Linked DNA regions of Mus musculus: regions 1 and 2 are each linked to region 3. A link is a contact called in public HiCAR-type and promoter capture Hi-C data. All regions are on one chromosome and are shown on one strand. Each heading gives the region's core, a stretch centred on a gene start, on an enhancer-like site or on the middle of the called end of the contact. The rest is flanking DNA. Distances are from core to core; before and after follow the strand shown. Region 1 overlaps Sipa1l1 (signal-induced proliferation-associated 1 like 1). Region 2 has its middle 55 kb from the start of Sipa1l1. Region 3 overlaps Pcnx (pecanex homolog).

What was found. HiCAR-type assays count read pairs that join an accessible place to other places. Capture Hi-C pulls out chosen DNA fragments and counts their contacts.
Region 1: a contact with region 3 is called in a HiCAR-type map of astrocytes, with 3 times the contacts expected there. The contact joins two enhancer-like sites. A contact is called at or near these places in 2 of 115 datasets of contacts at active chromatin or transcription factors (astrocytes and large pre-B cells) and 2 of 9 other capture datasets (adipose tissue and pancreatic islet).
Region 2: a contact with region 3 is called in a promoter capture Hi-C map of adipose tissue. The contact joins two enhancer-like sites. A contact is called at or near these places in 1 of 484 Hi-C or Micro-C datasets (the HL-1 cell line), 2 of 115 datasets of contacts at active chromatin or transcription factors (acute myeloid leukemia and memory CD8 T cells) and 2 of 9 other capture datasets (adipose tissue and liver).

The regions. Positions count from the first base shown.
Region 1 is chr12:82,414,224-82,418,462 of GRCm38.p6, reverse strand. Sipa1l1 (signal-induced proliferation-associated 1 like 1) reads right to left here. Exons shown (of 21, transcript NM_172579.3): 11 at 1,413-1,559. Among named protein-coding and RNA genes, the nearest start is that of Gm30916, 25 kb to the right of the region's middle. Within about 2 kb of position 2,507, at least 53 of the 459 cell types and tissues checked have an H3K27ac peak or open chromatin away from gene starts, as enhancers often do. A contact at or near this core is called in astrocytes, where this site is marked.
Region 2 is chr12:82,254,457-82,258,618 of GRCm38.p6, reverse strand. It overlaps a transcript of Sipa1l1 not described here. Among named protein-coding and RNA genes, the nearest start is that of Sipa1l1, 55 kb to the left of the region's middle. Within about 2 kb of position 2,283, at least 51 of the 459 cell types and tissues checked have an H3K27ac peak or open chromatin away from gene starts, as enhancers often do. A contact at or near this core is called in the HL-1 cell line and adipose tissue, where this site is marked.
Region 3 is chr12:81,970,093-81,974,434 of GRCm38.p6, reverse strand. Pcnx (pecanex homolog) reads right to left here. Exons shown (of 36, transcript NM_018814.3): 20 at 3,039-3,189; 21 at 1,080-1,221; 22 at 1-45. Among named protein-coding and RNA genes, the nearest start is that of Gm30799, 97 kb to the left of the region's middle. Within about 2 kb of position 2,909, at least 182 of the 459 cell types and tissues checked have an H3K27ac peak or open chromatin away from gene starts, as enhancers often do. A contact at or near this core is called in the HL-1 cell line, adipose tissue and astrocytes, where this site is marked.

The sequences.
Region 1 (4,239 bases), core at 1,258-3,757, 440 kb before region 3:
ATGATAAAATAAGTGACTCAAAAAAACCTCTGCAGGGACTGATGAAGAAAAGCTAAAATTATTTTCGAGTCATCACTGATGCAGTTACATAAGATGTGTGCCCTTCAGACAGGCTATTGACGAAGACAACAGCATGGAGGAGGAGTATCCTGGAGTGGTTTTATCACCTACCTTCTGTTAGCATAAACATGTAGCACCCCCCCCTCCCCACATACACACACAACAAAAAGCATATTCAATAGTTAGTGAGTTCAAGTCCCAGAACCTACATAGTAGCTCGTATCCATCCATAACTGTAGTTCCAGGGCATCTAATACCTTCTTCATCCCTAAGGGTAACACACACACACACACACACACACACACACACAGTGAACATACATATATGTGAGCAGAATACTCATGCACATACAAATAAACAAACCTTTTAAAAAAGATCCAACAGAAATCCTGGTCATGGTAAATAAATATCCACTATGAGGACATTAAGCTTGCTAATGAATTGCTTGCATGGTGAATTCTCAGAAAAGTAACCAAATCCCATGCCTGTATGTTAAACATAGTCCTTAGAAAAATGTGAAATAGAACCATTTGGTTTTTGAATGGTTCAAGTTCTTTCTCAGGGCCAGCAGCACCCACAGTTTGGTTTTCTTATTCTGAGCAAAGGCAGTTTGTGTGTGGCATGCTGGGCTTCCAAGCCTCAGACACTCCAGCATCCTCAGCCTTCAGTGACCTTTAAACTTTGTGCATTTCCCTTCCTTTGAAAGTTTTGTTCTGTTTTCTAGTGGTGCTACAGACAAAACCTAGGGCCTGTTCTATAAGTTTTGTCAGAAACAAACAGTTCCTTCTGGGAATTTAGTGTCAAGGAAGATTGAAACAAAACAAAACAACAAAACAAAACAAATTGCTGGGTAATGGTGGCCCAAGCCTTTAATCCCAGTCCTCGGGAAGCAGAGGCAGGAGGATCCCTATGAGCTCAAGGCCAGCCTGGTCTACAGAGAGAGTTCCAGGACATCTACACAGAGAAACTCTGTCTGGAAAAACCCAACAACAGAAAACCAACAAAACACAGGCCTCTTACAAGACAACGTTAAGCTCTGGGCGTGGTTATCATTTTCTCTGTATCAGCAGCAATCCGAACTACACTGCAAGGAGTATTCTGCTGCGTTCACTTTGGAGGAAATACAAGACAAAATCCTTCTAGTGGCACTGACTGGTCCGTGTGATGAAGGAACTGATGCTATCTGACTTTGCTGCCACACAGGACTGACCATGTTCTTCAGTGGTCTGACCTAGACGCTGGGACAGTCTTCTATCTGGAGGGTTGGCTACCTCTTCTCTGCTGGTTTCATGCAGTTCTGTGTGGCCTGTCTGAACACAGGATACTGAAGATGGACTCCTTGCCATACCTACCCTTCGGGCATGGATTTTTGTCTGTAGGTACCACCTCCAGAGCCAGTCTCACTGGACGAAGACAAGTTGCTGGGAGAGTTACGGCACTGGGATCTCGCCAAAGCCATGGATGAGACTGTCACATAGATGTCCGAACCAGGAGACAGCCTGCAAGTATGAAGTGAAGATAGGAAGTCAATAACTCAGGGGGAAAAACCCCAAGGCACAGTAGAAGATATCATGTAAAGACCACAAAAGCAGAGGCCCCATAGAGAGAGTGGGAAGTGAAGTCAGCTGGAAGCCCATAAGAGAAACCTCCCCCAACACTGCCCCTATGGGAAAAGCTGGAAAACTGCCTCCAGGAGTGAGAACCCCTCAAAAATTTCAGGGGGAAAAGACCTGGAAAATATACATGACTCCAAAAAAAGCTGCCAGGATTCAATCAGTGAAATACTGTGCAGTCGCCAGGCTGGGGGCGGGGGGGGGGGGTGGAACTGGATGCCAGTGACAACTGGATAACCAGTTGATTCCAGGTTCTCACTGTGAGAGCACAGTCCCCATGTGCTTCTTTGTTTTCTATCTCATTACTCAGTTTGCAATAGTCAGGCTCTGACAATTAGTTTTTATAATTTTGGTTGATAGTAGCATCACACTAAAAACACATTTAAAAAATTTCTGTAATTGCACGTGTTGGATTTGATTAAAATGATACATTTAGATAACTTCTCAGTAGAGGTGTGCTGTGTCTGGGCCTCAGCATATTGCTCAGCTGACTCTCAAGGCCGAGGCTGGAGTTCTGTGGGCAAGACAGACACATTCTCCCCCGATCCTATCTATTCTAGTCGGCAGTGGGGCAGGCAGCCACAGGGATATCTGTAAGTGTTGACAACTTGAGCAGACTTAATAACAAAGCAACTTTATTTCAAATGCTGCCTGCAGATGCCTGGCCTCCCACTAGGGCAGGCTGCTTCCATGTGATAGCAGAAGAAATGGGGTCTAAGTCATTCACCCTAAGCCACAATAGGCTAGGTTGCTTGGCCAAGTCTACTGCATTTTCTATGAGCTGCTGTCCACAGAGAAGGCAAGGAGTCCTTCCACTGATTGACAGTCTGTATGGGTTTGGCATGGTCTACAGACTTCTAATGTGAAGTCATCTTTGGTTCCAAGCAGAGTGGAAACCCTGGGCCAGAGCCTGGCTGGCTGGAACGAAGCCATTCCTCCAATGAGTCTACAGATGGGAGGTGTTTGGCTCAGCAGGTGGCAGAAGGGCTCAGAGACCCAGTCCAGGAAGCTTTCCTAGGGAGAGAAGGAGGTAAGGAGAGCTGCTCAGAGTCTAGCACTGCATTGACCTATGAGGCAGATCAGAGTTCTCTCTGGCTGTCTCCTAGATACTGCTCCTTAATCCGAGAGACTTGAGGAGATTTAGCAATTCAAATCAAGCCTCTTCAAATCTAACAGCTTTCCTCCCGTGTTGTGAGTGGAACCGGTCCCTCCTCTATTTGTTCTAACAAGTTAAGCACACTGAAGCCATGCTTCCTTTGCCTCCTAACTTTCAGAGTTAATTGTCCTAATGTGCACATTTGTGGACTACACACAAAATGTGTCCTGGCACCATAGGTAGTGGTCTTGAAAGTATGGCTTGACGTCATGGGCTCCACCATGACTGCCCTCTGATCTCTTCCACCCAACGGTCTCCCGACTTCCAGGCTCTCTCCATCCCACCCCTCCAATAGCTCCTACCGATGTTCTTCCACAATGCCAACCAGTGCTAGAGGCTTCTCTAAAGTCTGCCTTGTCCATAAGACATCACCAAAACCCTGTAGCTGTGGACAGCCCCGGGTTTGCTTGTATTTTGATGCCAATTCCGCTCTCCTGGGAGGGGTTGTGAGGAATGAGTCACCTACTCTGGTGACTTGTGAACCATCCCCTAATGAATAAAGGAGCAAATCACTGGGGACGTAGGCAGGAATTCCAGGTTGTATGGAGGAAGAGAGGAAGCAGGAGAGAGTTAGAGCATTTTGGAGAGGAGTGAGAACAAGATGTACCAACTAGAGTCTCCCGGTTTCAATGGTGGGTCTGTCAGGATTCGCTACCGTTGGATTTAGATTTAATAAGGTTTATAAGATTAGGATTTTAGTTGTTCCCAGCAAGACTAAGTTACTGTCGTTTCTGAAATAAATTTGTGTAGTGTTTTCATTCTTGCAGTGGTTTGACTGGGTTCAAGAGAGAAAGGTATGACAGCAAAGCGTGGGTTTGCCAGATGTGCACCACAAAGGCTGTGGGAGGTTTGAAGCACTGAGCTGGCATGGTAGTGACCCGCCAGTAAGAACCTTGCAAGCTAGGGGGAAACGTTTCGGGAGCTCTGGGCCAGAGAGACTTCACAAGATAAGAACAGGCTGGCTAGCCCGCCGAGGCAGAGAACTGCTGGCAGTAGCGTGGGAACTTGACATTCTTTTTTATATTTCCTGAAACACCCTGTCACCTTCTTCAAGGCGCTGCACCATCCAATCTGATTCCATTCTCACACCCATGCAACCTTAATTGCTCCCCATATCTTGTATTCTGGATTGGCTGACTAAGATTCAGAGTACCACTGTATCCATACTTTCCATTCATCCACAGCCTACCTAGAATGCCTTCCTATCTTCCTATTAACCCCCAATTCTCCAATACTGTATCTGAATGCACAGAGCAGAACCTCTTCAAATCCTATAGCAGTCTATTCCATGTAATATCACATCACATCACAAAGAATGGACTATCTCACAAGTACCTATTTCTCCATGAGACTCTGTCTCAACAGCACAGGACCGATCCTATTTATCTTCATGTTACATGTATGAATGCT
Region 2 (4,162 bases), core at 1,034-3,533, 280 kb before region 3:
CTCTGGGCTTTGAGTCAAGTAACTAAAATCTTGGCTTAGAAGGAAGTATGTTAATTTGGGATCTTGACCCTTTTAAAAGCTAAAGAAGAGAATGTTATACTACATGCTTTGCATTTTTTAGGTCAGTCTATGAGATGTGATTGTTTTCAGTTACTTCAGTTCTATTTGGTTGTTTGGTCTAAAGGAACTGAAGGGTACCTACAGACTGCCTCTGACACAGAAATGATGAATCTGACCAAGGCATTTTAAGGTCTTCAAGACTGACTCAAGCCCGAAAGGCAGTTTACCAGTTCTTTCATCCTTGACAACAACTACTCCTGGGAGACAGGAGTGATGTCCTGGGACTCACCCATCACCTATCCACCCAGAGAGCACTTGCTTGGTTCTCCCTGTGTCTCGGGTACTAGAGATTCACTTAGCAGGAAGTGATGAGCAGGATGGACTGGAATCTGCGTGCACGAGTCAGTCTCAGTCTCTGCCCTCCTCTGCACCACTTACTGGACTCAACTAGACAATATGCTTCAAAACCATGCTAACCAGCAAACTTTCTCCTCACCTCGGTGCTAAGACATATACTTTTTTCATTTCCTTGGTAAAGCAGTATAAACTCTGCTTAAAGCAAGCAGAAAGCTGTATTTTTATAAATATCATACATGGGTAAAGGTTCAACTAGGAGGGCCCTTAGGAATATTCTGGGCAATAATACATGACAGAGGTCACCGGGAAAGTTGGCTCTTTTCTGGAACTAAGAAAGCAACAGGAGGTCGCACCTAAACTGCCTGACTGGTCACATGGCTCATGAGGAAGTCTCACTTTGTAGACTTCAGATCTCAGACTCACAAATAAGCACCACACAGACCTGTGTATGCCAATCAAGATTCCAACAGATTCCCAACAATCTTGTGTTTCTACTTGTCCTGAACCTTGATCACCACACTAACAGGATTGCAATCAGAACTCTAGTTCACAAAACAATCATTTCCCGTGGGTAAATCTGAGCTTTGTTTTGGTTTTTATTTTCATTTATATTGAATCTTTAACTCCTTCTTAGCCCAGGCTGGCTTCAAACTCTCAGAGCTCTGCCTGCCTCTGCCTCCTGTGTAAACTCTGAGATTAAAGATGTGCTCCACCACTGCCTAGCTGCAATCACTCACCATTTCCTTATCAGCTCATTTTCATTGCATTTCTTTTTTCTAACCTCGACATGTAGACCAAATTGGGACTTGAACTTACAAAGATTCTCCTGCCTCTACCTCCCATGAACTGGGATTAAAAACTGCACTACCACCTGGCACGAATTTTAACTTTGGCTAGGTCTTTTTAAGATTTTTAAAACAAAAAGATACCTTATCAGTCTCAAAAACAGCAAAAGTTTCTCACCGCCTACAGAAAGAGGATCCAAATTCTTCAGTAGGGCTCGGCTCCAGCTGAACTTCTCAGCTATTTCCCCTGCCCTTCTCATGCCCTTCCCTGCAGACACGCTGAACCCACAGCAGTCCTGTGCTCCCTCGCTTAGGCCCTGTTCACAAAGTCCCCCATAACACTACCCTATAACTCCAAAGTTCATCTCTCCTGCTGTGCCTAATTCAAGGGCCACCTCTAGGCATTTCTTAGTGTCTCTGCTGAGTCACCACAGGGTAGGCCTCACATACTGAAATAGCATGAGACCAACTTTAGAGACCAACACCATACACAGCTCTACTCTACCATAATAGTTAGGCCTGAACAACACAGGGCAATATAATTAACTATATAAGACCTGGGGCTCCAGGCAACATTTAATGCCTTGAGCTCAAAAACTCTCAATGTTAACAAAAGGCTAGCCTTGCTTGGATGGCATGAGCTGGCTGGAGCAGATTCATCAGGAACCTCAGTTTTTTACCTGTGAAGAGCTACATCTATTTCATAGCAAGAGAACAAATGAGGGCAAAGACACACCTCTGTTACCCATAGTGCCATGGCTATCAACTGATTGTGAAAAGATAGGAGTCAAAATGATCTTGGGCTACCTTAGTCCACTGACAGTATTCCATTGTCTGCCCCTGTATCTGACCTAACATTCTTAAGACTATTAGGTAAACCCCTTTGGAATGCAATAACAGACCCCTAGCTTCCATCAACCTAAGAATGTCATTAGATAGCATCTGAGACCTGGAGCGGAGGCCCGCCTGCCTGTTACTTCCACCCACATAAATGAAAAGGGCCTTTCGGGCTAGTTCTTTGTTCTCTTACTACAAACACTGTGTTCAACTATTACCACATAGGAACACAGTGTCTGGGGTGACCTGAATCTGTGTCCCCGGGCCGCAGCCATTCTTATTTGGCCCAGAATAAACTGTCTCACTCCCTCTGGGGTAAAAGTTGTGTTTTTACACTAAAGAAGCCGCTGACGCACAGCATGTAGGGCTAATGAACACACTTCAGACCTCCCAGCTCCCAGCTCTTCTCTCTGATGCAAGTCTCAGGGACCAAAGTCCTTCTCTATGGTAACACCTCCTTGGAGGTCACCCTGCACAGCCCTGGTAGACATTCTGTAAGGTTCCCTGGCAAATAAAAGCCAGAGAAGTTAAAAAGTTCTGAGGCTAAGAAACAAGGGTCAACACTTGGTAAAATGTAGCTTATTTAGAAGATTCCATTCAAATACTAATGACTAATCTGCAAATGCCTATGAACAAACAGACTACTACACCCCCCATGGCTGTCAGCTCCTCTACTTGGCTTCTAGAATATCCCTTGTGAAGGTCACTTGGCCTTGCAGTTACCACCACTTCATTTGTCTTAGTTTGAGTTTTACTGCTGTGAACAGACACCATGACCAAGGCAACTCTTGTAAGGACAACATTTACTTGGGGCTGGCTTACAGGTTCAGAGGTTCAGTCCATTATCATCAAGACAGGAGCTCAGCAGCATCCAGGCAGGCCTGGTGCAGGAGGAGCTGAGAGTTCTACATCCTCATTCAAGGGAAGGCAGGGGCAAAATGTTCTCAGGCAGCCAGGAGGAGGGTCTCAAAGTCTACCCCCACAGTGACACACTTCCTTCAACAAGGCCGCACCTATTCCAACAGGGCCACACCTCCTAAAAGTGCCAAGTCCTGGGCCAAGCATATTCAAACCACATCATTAAAGCATCTCTATCACCATTTACAATATATTTGCCTTTAATTTTTTTCATGATCTTACACGGGCTACAAGAGCAGAGGCTCTAAGCAGGCCAGACCTGTGTGTGACTGCCCTTTCTTTCCAACCCTTCCTCAGACTCCCTTCCAGAGAACTGGAATTATCCACATCTCACGGCACCTCAGAATCATGTGGGTCCCTCTGTTAAGTGATTGTCACTACTAAGACCATACATGATTAAGGTTTGAACAGACCTAGATAGATGTTCTCATTCAGCCTGGAATTCAATGTCGGGTCAAAGTAAGGGGTTGGGGGTGGGGGCTTACCAAACATTTTCATTACTAGTAAACACAAAAATCAGAAATGACAGAACAGAGACCTGAAACTGGAAATGTACATGGCTCTTTTTGTCCCATCAAGTTCTGTAACTGACACCCAGAGTCACTCATATTCTCTCTTGAAGGGAAAATCGGTGTTTTACATTCATTTTTCCTGATTTGTCATAAAAATAACTTAGCTTATATTACATCAGTGAAATTACTCATCAATTTAATTAAATAAATAAAAGTTGGTAACTTTTTTCAAGACAGTGTTTGTTTCTCTATGTAGCCATGGCTATCCTAGAACTCTCTTTGTAGACCAGGCTAGCCTCAAACTCAGAGATCCAAATGCCTCTGCCTCCCAAGTGCTGGAATTAAAGATGTGTATCACCACACTCCACTCTATATAAAATACATTTTAACTTCATTATTGTCCAATGAGTACTAACTCACTAAAATGTCCATTTTCTACCGATAGTTCAGAAATCCAGAATAAAAAATGAATGTCCCACCTGTCTTTGTGTAGAGTGTTAGTGAAGACAGAGAAGTCATGACCCTGAAATTAACCCCGGGGTACCCTGCACCTGTGTGCAGCACATTCCTGGACAGTGTAGACAGGGGCTGTGTGACTTCAGCAAAGCCTCAGAAGCCAACTGCTGAACCCCTGTACCCCTCCTCCTAGAAGTCTTCCTGGTGAGGACTTCAGGACTCCAGGAGAGTTTGCCC
Region 3 (4,342 bases), core at 1,660-4,159:
CGTAGCAGCTTCAGGCCAGCGATGGTAATCATCAAAGCACCCAACCTGTAGCAGAGACAGGCACAGCCCATCAGCCTGTGCTGCAAACACCCAGCATCCACCAGCCAGAGGCCAGCACATGCTCCATAGGCTTTTGATAGAGACCAGACAGACGTCTGGAACTGATGTACAGAAGTGGGGTGTGTGTGTGTGTGTGTGTGTGTGTGTGTGTGTGTGTGTGTACACAACTGTAATCCCAGTACTCAGGAGATCACAGTGGCAACTCCTTTGTCTCAGGAAATAGATACACAATAACAGTGATCTCTATGATAAGTTTATGAAACCCTGAAAGGCATGAATACAACATTCTTTATTAGTACACACTATGAATTTTATCTTCTACATAAATAAGCATGTTTAAAAAAAAATAAAAGTTATAGTTCTAAAACCTGGTTCTCTAGCTTTTCAATTTAATACTAGCAGCATTTAATACATGAGAAACATGTACCAACACTCCCTAACATGGAACTAAAACTACCGAGTCTGACTGAGGATAACTGTGTAGGCAAATGACCCCCTACATGGTCTGATGTGCACAGTACACAGCAGCCACCTCCCAAACCTGCCATTTAATATTCAAAGCTAACTTTACTTGTAATATTAAAATTATGGTTTCTCATCTATTTTGCATAAATGCATACATATGTGTGTGCACGAGCACACTTGCCATAACGTGTGTGGTGGTCAGAAGACAACTTGCTGGAGTCGGTTCTCTTCTTCCATTCCGTGGGTCCAGGGATTGGGCTCAGGTCATGAGGCTTAGCAGCAGGGACCTTTACCTGCTGAGCTATCTAGCAGGCACCCTCGCATAAAATACTGGTTGGCATTAAAAAGTCAAGAACAATAAAAGTACAGTGATGCCCCCCAAAAAAGGGGAAGACCAAGACATCTTCACCTGAGCGGTCCCTCTTCTGATGCCGTGTGACAGAAACATGTTTAGTGGCATCTGACCAATGATTCAAGATGCTTCACCACGTGTGTAAGGTGTTGTTTATTATTGTTCTAATCTAAGGACATGGATCGGGTGACTATATACTCACTCTGTATCTAGTTTCTTTGGGCTGGCAATTGTCTCTGCACTGCTGCTAAGCTCGTTGAGGACAATCAGTGGATAGATGATATTCTTCTCCACAAAAAGAAGCCACACATGAAGTTTTTCGAACCACATCATAGTGGCTGCATCTGAGAGGCAACAAGTCCAGAGATCACAATGCATACAGTGCTCAAGGCAGTCGGGCATACGGTAAGCAGAAAGGATGGCCTTAGGACTCAAGTTTAGCTCAATGCTATGAGTACAAAACCATACGAAGCCCGTACTTCAATGTCTACTTTTATGTGATCGACCGCATGCATGCAGGCATACACACGTGTACACACACACACACATTCAGGTGCACACACACGCATATGCACACGCATACGCAAATACACAGTTTCTGACCTAGACATAACTCATACTTGGCTAACTTTACTTTTATAAGCTGTTGTGTAAAGCTACGTGTCACCCCGGGGCCTTAGCACATAGGAGCCAACTGTTCACCATGCACCCGCATCTCCAGCATTTCATTTCTTGAGATCTTATTTTTCACTATAATTTTTCTCATTTTCTACATTTGTATATAGGAAAAGTTGCTAAAGGTTCTCGGGCTGTACTCAATCCTAGATAAGTAAGCGCTACTAAAGCACCTGACTTCTCAATAGGAAAGTCTATGCTCTAGATGCACACACTCATAGTTTACAGTCACCCAGCTTATAAGGCGTTTCTTCACTAGTGGCATATGGTGGTTAAGGTGGTAAGCTCTTTGGCTCTCTAAAAGCACTACGCCAGGCTGCTAGGCAGTCTTTACATTTCTAATATCAGTACAAAGAAAAAACCAAAACACCCCCCAAAACAAAACAAAACCAGTTTAGTTCTATAGTTCAGTATTTTCAAGAAGTCAAAAATGTTATGGCAATTCAAAATCTGTAAACATTTTAGACTGATTAAAGCAACCAATAAAACTATTGATTTTAAAAATGAACTATTTGGTATATTTATATATAAAAGTGGGAAATGCTTCATCATAGAAAAGCAAACCAGAGCCTGTCTCTGTGGGCTACGTTTCCGGTGCAGAGGCTGGCAGCACCAGCCTCACAGTCTCCTTTAGTTTCCCTTACTAAAAGGTCTCCAGAGCATCGTCCCACTCTCTGCTCATTAGTATTCGGTGGCCTCTCCAGCGTCCAGGCTGTGGGCAGCACCAGGACCACACGGCTTCAGTCAGGTTCATTAAGAGGCCCATTGTGAGAACAGAAAGTCAACTCTGCTACAGCTTCAAAGGCTTCAATGTTCTTCAAAAATATCAACTCATACTCAAATGACTGGCTGAGTCACCCTCTTCACAGTACTTCACTCAAGTCCAAGGAGGAAAGCTTGCTACATTCAGTCACTTGTGTGTAGCACAGCCCGTCACAGGACCAACGGACAAGGAAGAGTGAGTCAGAGTTTACAGTGGAGGGAGAAGCTGGCTGAATGGACAGGCCTTCCTCTCTTCTCCAGTCACTTCACTGCTTACCCAGATCTGAGCAGAAATTACAGAAAGGACTGTCACTACTGTTCTTAAGTAAGACAGTGTTTCTTGTGGCATAAGGGACAAAGGCCTTCCTTCCTTCCTTATGCTTAAATTAAAACCTTTCAAATGGAGGACTGGATGGGGACTGAGCTGCTTGTATACTGATTAGGGAGAAGATGGATCGGGGACGTTAGAGAAGTCACACGCCAGACACACTAGGGACAGGTGTGAGAGGTAGAGCAGGAAGTGTAGGTCTACTCTCGGAAGACGGCCTGGGAGCACAGCTGCTGCTCTTTTAGCAGAAGACAGTGCCCTGCAGGCGACACTTCACCGGAAGCTTCAAACCCACTGCAAGAAGCCAGAGCTAAAGCGTGACTCAATGCTGTCTGCTTAACTCACCACGGGCATACCAGAGTGGGCAGAGCCCGAGGGCGGCAGAGACATACTCACTTCGGACTTCATACTGACTGTGCTCGGCTGTCCTCAGCAGAGGCCGGGAGAAGCAGTGCCAGGGGAGCTGCTTCCTCACCTGAGGCAGCACATAATGGGTTACAAGCCCCACAACACCAACCAGCGCGTACAGCACGTACTTGAGAGCAGGCTGAAAGACAGACAGAGTTCAGGGCGAGAGGAGGTGAGGAGCCCTCGCTGGCTTCATGACCAGCTTCCACTTTTTTTGGTTTCAGTTTTCATCCAATAATGAGGAACAGTAAAGTTAATCTTAGAATCAAACAAAACAAAATTTGTTTCTGTATTTGTAGGGTTTTGTTTTTGTTTTTTTTTCCTGCCTAAATAAGCCACCACTGTTAACTGACTGCCCTTACACATATCTGAAGCATGGTAACTACTTTGGTGTCTGACACTACATTCAATGAAAGTAGCTAGAATTGTTGCTTCCTGCTCCAAGAATGTTCTCCATCACTGTCTGAGCTAGTGAAGGTAAAGGCCATGAGCTAGGTCCTGGAGGAAGAGCAGGATGAGGAGCACGTCTTTGTACGCTGTGCTGTGAGAGGCAGGTCCCTGCACGATCAGATTCACAGCAGGAGGAATCAACACCATTTCTTCTGATATTAACACCAAGAGCCATATACATCTAAAACTCTAGGCCCACTGAGACATGAACGAGTGTCCAGCTGTACCCTGAGGAACACTGGCCCTTATCTCACTTTAAGTGTTCAGGAATGCAAGTTGAAATTGGAAAGAAGAAAAACAAGCAAACATGCTTAACAATATTAAATAATCGAGTGAGCCTTTGCTTCTGGCTCAGTGGAGTAACAGAGACTTACCCTCCCGTAGGAAAGAACCAAAATCAAATACAACCCGCGACCCAGTGGTTTGTATTAGGCAAGATTTACAGAAATAAGCCTATGCCCAGAAGTAAGGAACCAAGGAGGGGATTGTGCTGGCCCTGCTCACAGCTCCAAGAGAGGGCTAGGAACTGGGAGGACAGGGAAACCACAGGGGAGACCCTTGAGATCTGTAGGCGGTCTGAGGAGCAAAGAACCACAGGAGGACAACAAAGCACACAACACAAGGCCTCACAGGGCCGGGAGAGCGCCTTCCCCACAAGCTAGCCTGGGGAAGCTCAAGGTCACATACACCAAGCAGAGGCCTAAGGGTGCCCATCCCTACTTATTTACAAGGAGATCCAAATGTGGTCTAGCTAAACTTGGCCCCGTTCCACCTCATAAACTGCTTTAACCAAAACCAAGACCTGAGGGGATCAAGATATTAAGAGATTAAGACTATCTAGG